Regions from separate parts of the Zea mays genome. Here region 1 is linked to region 2. Evidence: chromatin contacts called from public Hi-C data. All regions are on one chromosome and are shown on one strand. Each heading gives the region's core, a stretch centred on a gene start, on an enhancer-like site or on the middle of the called end of the contact. The rest is flanking DNA. Distances are from core to core; before and after follow the strand shown.

Region 1 (4,169 bases), core at 103-2,602, 330 kb before region 2:
AAGAAGAGCCCCCTTGCTTATCTGGAGCTGAAAGCGCGGAAGATGCTAATCCCGAGCGCTGTCACGAGAGGAGTAAGCTATGCATCGGCAGGAGCTGGGATTCTGGATTCCACTGTAAGTAGTGATCCATGTGTCATGTGTGCATATACATGTTCCAGCTCATCTTCTTGTACGATATGATCCATGTATGTATATTGTATACTACGTCGTATGTCTACGTGCGCGCGTGCAGAACGCCGGAAACAACATCCCGCTGTCGCAGCAGGTGCGGCTGTTCGAGTCGACCAAGGCCGAGATGGAGGCCGCAGTGGGCCAGCGCGCGGTGCGCAAGCTGCTCTCCGCTTCCTTCTTCCTCGTCAGCGCCGGCAGCAACGACTTCTTCGCGTTCGCGACGGCAATGGCGGAGCAGAACAGGACAGCGACGCAGGCCGACGTCACGGCCTTCTACGGCAGCCTCCTCTCCAACTACTCTGCCACCATCACCGTACGTGGCGGCGACGACCACCCATATGACAAACTAGTATTATTATTATTATAATAATACACATGAATTCCTCCATGGCATGCATATATCAGGAGCTGTACAAGCTGGGCGCCAGGAAGGTGGGCATCGTCAACGTGGGCCCGGTCGGCTGCGTGCCTCGCGTGCGCGTGCTGAACGCCACCGGCGCGTGCGCCGACGGCCTGAACCAGCTGGCCGGCGGCTTCGACGGCGCGCTCAGGTCCGCCGTGGCCGCGCTCGCCGCGGACCAGCTGCCGGGGCTGGCCTACTCCGTGGCCGACAGCTTCGGGTTCACGCAGGCGTCGCTGGCCGACCCGCTGGGGCTGGGGTTCGCGAGCGCCGACAGCGCGTGCTGCGGGAGCGGGCGGCTGGGCGCGCAGGGCGACTGCACGCCCGCGGCCACGCTCTGCGCCGACCGTGACCGCTACGTCTTCTGGGACTCCGTGCACCCGTCGCAGCGGGCCGCCATGCTGGGCGCGCAGGCCTACTATGATGGCCCGGCCCAGTACACCTCGCCCGTCAGCTTCAAGCAGCTGGCCCGCATGAGGATAGGCTGATTTCTCATTTTTTGTTGTATTCTTGTGGCCCATATAGCGGCAATAACGGTAATAAAGTCAGTGTAACAAGTGAAAAAGGATTATCTGACTGAGCTCATCGTGTCGGCGTGGTGTTGTTGTTGCGTTGCCCCGACCCAGACCCCCGAGCAGTTTCTCACCCACACCACACCACACCACACACGTCCACACCGCGCGCGCGTTATCCATTATCCGTCTCGTCGTCGCCCGTATCTATCCGATCCGCCTGCTCCGTCACTGACAGACATCCTGCTCTAGCTAGCTTTGGTCCCCAAATGCCGCAAGGATAGGACATGACACAGCAAGCTGGAAGATCACCAGTCGCAACAGTATTAGTTAACAACGAGGGAAAGGAGAAACTGATGTGATTAGCAAGCACGGGCACGGTAAAGCAGAGAGCCTCTTGCTGTTAGTGAACTAAGGCGACGGAGACCGCGAGGGCGGCGAACTAGGCTGGGCAGCGATGATGGCGACCTCGGCCAGCGGCGTCTCCCTCCTCCTCCTCCTCGCCCATCCGGCGCCGCCACCGCACCCCGCCAACGGCGCCAGCAGGTACACACACAGTCAGAGTCAGTGGCCACGCAGCTCGATCCGCGCCCACCCTCTGCATGCTCTCACCGTCACGCCGCGTTCCGTTCGCAGCCTGTGGCGCGGCGGTGGCGCCGCGCTAGCTCCTCATCCTGCTCGCTTCGCGGCCAAGAGGAGGACGCTCCGGTTGGTTAACGTCAGCGTCAGCTGCAGCGCCGAGGCGCTGCGCTCCGACGGCGCTGGCGCGGAGCCGGCGGTGCCGCGGTCTGTGCCGGTGCGCGTCGCCTACGAGCTGCAACAGGCCGGCCACCGCTACCTCGACGTCAGGTACGGCACGACTGGCACGGCACAGCCACTACTCGACAGACGCAGAGTTGAAAGATATCACATTTATCGACACACAGACACAGTTCAGTAGTCTCTCTCGATTTGGTCTGTGTGTAGAACGGAGGGCGAGTTTAGCGCCGGCCACCCTGAAGGAGCTGTGAACATCCCATACATGAACAAAACCGGCTCAGGTTAAAAAGAAAAAGAAAAAAAAGCGTTGCTTCATCTGTTCTATTCTGTTCTGTTCTTGCGCCGCCTCGGTTCTGAATGCCACGCGCAGGAATGACGAAAAACGCTCACTTTCTCGAGCAAGTGTCGAGGGCTTTCGGGAAGGACGACGAGATCATCGTGGTACGTAGCTACGTTTGCTGAACGAATCTGAATTTCAGTCGGTTCCTCAACACTCGGTGGGAATATAATTCCGCCTGCTGCTACCCCTCCTTCCTCCTTCTCAGGGCTGCCAAAGCGGCAAGAGGTCTCTCATGGCGGCGACCGAGCTCTGCTCCGCTGTAAGCTAGGGGATGGCCGGCCCGACTCCATCACCTCCTCCTCACAAATTCGCTCTTGCCGTTCTGCGACTCGATGCCAGTCAATCCAATCACTGCTACCGTGTTTTCAGGGCTTCACCGCTGTCACCGACATCGCCGGCGGATTCTCGACCTGGAGGGAGAACGAGCTGCCTACCGTCCAGTGACGGTGATTTCAGCCTGCCTCGCCGGCGTCGTAAGTGTGGTTGGAGCTTGCCCAGCGTTTTCTGTCCAAGCCTGTACATATGTCTTCCTGCCTTCTGCTATAGTTCTGGAATAAAGAGTGCTGGGGAATGGAATGGAGCATGTTGTAAAGTAAAGCACAACGAGTAGGCTTCTTTCTTTTTTACGTCATGCTTCATCTCATGCATAGGACATTCTTATCTGCTCGGTACTCCCTGCATGCGGATTTGTTCATAGTATGGGTTTCCTCGTCGAACTCTGAAACTAGACACCTTACCCCTCTGAACTCTCAAGACCACTCAGACGAGTCAGATCACCTTCTGTCTTGGTTTGGAATGATTTTATCCTTTTTTATAGCCAAAATCATTAAATACATGAGCAGTCCCCATTTCTATTACTATCATAACAGAAATACAAAGCAGTTTGGATAGTTCCCACATATACTATGCAACGTAATAGGATGACTTTGACGACAGAAGTGCTGACGAGTCAATCTGATTCAGATGACTCAGACCAGCCGGATCTCTAAACATGCTAAATGTCAACCGTCAAGTTTAGAGTTTTACAACGAAAGTATCAGAGCACTTGACGAGAGGGCGACAATGGGCATGAGAACCTAACAAAAGTGCTAACATAGGCAAGGAAGCGTCTCAATCCTCCAGTACTCAAATGTGATATAAATATTAGTCCGAGGAGGCTAGTAAACACATTTATACAGCAGATGGTTTCAGATCTGATTAAACGAGACAAACCTATAAAGGTGGCGATCAACTTTAAGAGTTGGTCCACAACTCGGGACATATCATCAGAGTGGGCTGAAGCAGTCCGATATACGCATTAAAGCAAATCAGCGGTCCAACAACCACAGACATGGTTGGAAACAGACATAACTTTTACCCGATCAACGATCTCCTTCTCTGAAAAACAACAAATAAGTAAGAGTGAGTACTTACGTACCCATCAGCCCATCTTCATCCACGGAATGGGAAAATCATATATACTGCATGGAGTATCTGAAGCTCAGGATATTTTGTAGAAAGAGCAATATTTGATGCAGAGTTATTTTGTAAAACATTTTATATTTTTCAAAGCGCATCCTCTCCCAAAGGAGCATGATTTTTTTAATATAGAACAAAATCCCCTTAACTAAACCATCCAGGTATCTCAACAGTTTCCCACCGATTTTCATTTTCAAAAACAGGTATTGGACTTCTCATCCACCATAGCTCACGACTCAACCTCCGGACCTTTTTAAACTACTTTTCAAAAGCATTTTTGGAAAACAAAACACTAATTGTCAAATTCATGCCATGACTCATCCATATCCGTGGACACGGACTATTCGAATAGGTTTTAAACTCTACACAGAGGTGTACACTTTATCCACTAGTCCGGTTTCTGCAATCTCACCGTCGTGAGATGTAACACCCTGAATTTGGGGGTATAAAATTTATTTCTTATAATCATCCAAATTCAGGTGTTACTCTTCTCTATCTCACTCACAACAGCACTGTGCACCATTTTCGG
Region 2 (3,805 bases), core at 110-2,609:
CTACCGCTTGTATAGAGCCAAATTGTACTATTGATGAATGCATTTAACATCAATGTATGTTGTATTTACACTAGTTACATCTCATGTTTTTGCCATGCAAAAAATCCAGAGCATGTTTATATACACCGCTTAAAATAATATAAGAGTTTCCTATATATTGTATTCATTATATATATAGATATAAATATTTTTGAATAATTTAAAGGTATTTTTGTGAGTTCTAAATATTTTGTTGATCTGGTGTATACTTACTTATCTTTATAATTGTTTTTGGATTTTTAAAACACATATAAACATTTTATGTTTTTTAAAACCTTTAAGTATTTATTGAGTTTTTACCTCTGCAAAATGATAAAACCACCTTCAAAACCACTCAAAACTAGGACGAGGTAATCTTCAAGAGTTTAGAGAGGTAATATGTCTTGTTTTCAAAATCAGAACAAAGAGGCAATCAAATGTTTTTAATATTGAATATAAATTGTATATATGTATATATGTTTTTTATAAAATAAAAAAATATAATCTTGTCGGGCCGGGCTAGCACTACGGACCGAGGCTACAACCCAAACACGACACGACGTTCTTGGCTCTTGCAAGTATTAGGTCGTTTCTGAGACCATATTGTCACAATGGACTCCATGGTGTTTGAGGTTGCTGAATTGGATGTAGCAACAATGATTTGTCACACTAACAATAAAATGAAAGGTGTTAAACGTTAGTAATTGCTACGAAGTAACATAATTTGTATGGAGCGTATTCAGTTTTTATTGATGTCTGACTTTAACAACCACTCCATATTTTGATCTATCTTTTTTTAAAGTTTGAGTTCATATGACTTATTTTAGAAACTTGAGCTCACAAACTTTCTCTTATTTGGCCTCTGTATGGTGGAATTATGTCATTCTATAATCTCTGTTTGTTCAGTCAGTCGTTGTGAACTCTCTTCTAATTGCTCACTTCATTGACCGTGTTGTACCAAGACATATTGGATGGAGTAAACAATAACATCAGTTAGTTAAATCAAAAAATATTATACGGAAAGCGGAGAAAATCAATAAACCATCTTGAGATTTTTTTGGTGGATAGTTTACGTGGGTATTGTTGTAAGCCATCGCAACGTACGTGCAATCGACTAGTCTTATTTTAAGTTTGGGGAAGAAAATTAAAATGGACGATAAATACCAGGCAACCGACTAGTCTTGTTTTAAGTTTGAGGAAGAAAATTAAACTGGACGACAAATACCTGCACTAACAAACAACCCAATTCGCTCTGAATTTTGAATTGGGCCTACATTGCGGCCCAGTTAAACTTACGAATGGGAACCCCGAACGGCCAACCTGTGCGTACGAGAGGGGAACACACGGAACATGTCTCCTCCGGTCCTCCCCTCCACTTCCGTTCGAAATTAAGGAGGGAAAGAAAAAGGGCAAGGCCAGCGAGGGCCGCCGCCGAGCCCTCCGCCCCTCCCGGCCCCGTTTTCGCTGGCGGCGATCGCGGGGCCATGGCGACCTACATCAACGAGCTGCGCGCCCTCATCGCCTCCACCTCGACCTCCACTGCGTCCGCCGAGGGCGCCGGGCCGGCCTCCGCGCACCTCGAGGTCAAACTCCGCGAGGTCCTCCCGAACCTCCTACGAGACTACGTCGTACCCTCCCCCAAAGGTGAGCGCGCCGCACCCCCCTCCATTTTCGCTCCCTCCGTCCACGTTAGACTCCCGCGGACCGCGGTTGGCCTTACCGTTGCCGTGCGCCGAGGTTGGTTGCAGCCGCCGGGAGGGAGCTCAGGGAAGTCAGCGCAATCCTGAAGCTGATCACCTTCACGGCGCTCAAGTTCCCCGGGGTCTTCTACAACGGTCGCGCCGCCGACGTCCTCAGCGTCATCGCCCGCATCCTCACGTTCCTCGCCGAGCCCAATTTCAGGTACTGCGCGGTCTTCCTTCCCCTCCTTTTCGCCTCCGCTAAACCCTAGTCCGATCGCTCCATGCGTTTGAGTTTGCTTCGACCCGGGAATGGATTGCGGATGCTATTGCAGTATTAATGTGCTATTATTGGGACCACGTGTGCTGTACACTTTCCTAAAAAAATGGACACGGAGTTATCCCGTTCAGGTGTGCGGCGGTGTTGCATATCGTCCATTTGGTACCAATTCGTGCAGACATGTGTTGCACTTAACTGGAAATCTCAGTGCCTCAGAGGCCAAAGGTGCGGATGCTATTGCATCTATAGCTTCTTGAGAGGAACCGACAACAATGATGTTGTTGGTCACTTGTTCTCAAATGCTGTGAATCAAGAACAAGTCAACACAATTGTTAAAGATTAGGGACCTTCGTCCTTCGAAGCATCATCTCCTTTCGGACATAATGATCTTCAGACGAAGGTCGTGAAGGACGCACCTTCATCATTCACGAGAATAACAATTCATAGAGATGATAAATATTATCCATTCATCATATATTCATTTCATATTAAACATATGAGATATTACATTGATACCTTCGGCTTCTTCGAAGGTGTTGACGCGAAAGTGATTACAATACAGCGTGAACAGTATGGTAGTACTGTTCATCTATTTATAGGCACGGGACGCAGCCCGGGTAAAAATACAATTATGACCTTAACATTTGTTCATAACTGTAATATGAATCATTAGGGACTAGCTAGTATTTTTCTCTTCGACTCAACAACATGCTTGATCTTCGACACCACTTTAAGTCGAAGTTGTTTCTCTTCGGCTATAACTTTAGCGTTCATCAAGGTTATTAAAACGATAAAACTTTGGAACGCTCATGGGTGAAATTTTGACTTTTAAACGACATAGGAAAAATACCAATATATCATAATTTCAGACAATAATATGAAGTTAAATACCAAAGCAGAGATGTCAGTGGCTTACCAAAACTTCACCCATGAGCTGGATTGAACCCCAAAAGTAACTAATAGACTGAGTCCAAAAATAGCTAATGGTCTAAAATGCATAAAACACTGCATTTTATAGTTTATAACGCCAAAACGCTAAAACGTGATTTCAATCTCTAATTAGAGTTCTGACGTTTAAACGTAGTTTAAACACCATTTAAACGTAGTTTTAATAACACTGGCGTTCATTGTTGTCATTTTCGGGCTATATTTTCATCTTGAAGACCTTCGACGGAGAAAGAGACTCCCATCATGAATCTTTGTTTGTGACGAAGCTCCTGTAATATTCAACATTATGCTAGAAACAAATGGTCAGACGTGTTTTTGAGGATCTTCGGAAGAGGAAGGCCCCAATAGATGTCATCTACATAAACAAGCATAAAAATAGTGATACCTCCCTTGTTGTAAAAGAACAGAGAAGTATCAGATTTGGAAGCCTGAAAACCCAGTTTCACCAACTTTTCACTGAGTCTTGAATACCAAGCCCTTGGTGCTTGTTTGAGTCCATAAATGGCCTTATCGAGTTTACAAACATAATTTGGTCTCAACTTATCTTCAAATCCAAGCGGCTGTTTCATGTAAACATCCTCCTCTAGAATGCCATGAAGAAACACATTTTGCACATCTAGCTGCCTCAATAACCAGCCTCCGGATACTGCTAAGGATAAGATGTCTCTGATAGTTGCTGCCTTGACAACCAGACTAAATGTATCTTCGTAATCTATGCCGCGACGCTATTTAAATCCTTTGGCTACCAATCTTGTCTTGTACCTACCAAGAATGCCATCTGCCTTTGTTTTAATTTTGTATACCCATTTACAATCTATAAGATTTTCACTCCCTTTTGTGGAACTAGATGCCAAGTATTGTTCTTAACTAGAGCATCAAA

The links. A called contact is a pair of places that touch in the nucleus more often than the background predicts.
Region 1: a contact with region 2 is called in a Hi-C map of ear, with 2.9 times the contacts expected there. The contact joins the promoter of LOC107303345 here to the promoter of LOC103626462 in region 2. A contact is called at or near these places in 2 of 25 Hi-C or Micro-C datasets (ear and tassel).

Annotation. Positions count from the first base shown.
Region 1 is chr5:64,437,337-64,441,505 of Zm-B73-REFERENCE-NAM-5.0, reverse strand. It overlaps LOC107303345 (Senescence-associated protein DIN1), which reads left to right and starts at 1,352. Exons shown (of 6, transcript NM_001320712.1): 1 at 1,352-1,629; 2 at 1,720-1,932; 3 at 2,050-2,123; 4 at 2,213-2,283; 5 at 2,388-2,441; 6 at 2,552-3,077. The coding sequence starts at 1,541. The coding sequence ends at 2,626. It overlaps LOC100501638 (GDSL esterase/lipase), which reads left to right. Exons shown (of 4, transcript NM_001196319.1): 2 at 1-114; 3 at 233-484; 4 at 577-1,126. The coding sequence ends at 1,059.
Region 2 is chr5:64,111,756-64,115,560 of Zm-B73-REFERENCE-NAM-5.0, reverse strand. LOC103626462 (serine/threonine-protein kinase ATR) reads left to right here and starts at 1,359. Exons shown (of 17, transcript XR_002262295.2): 1 at 1,359-1,662; 2 at 1,767-1,920.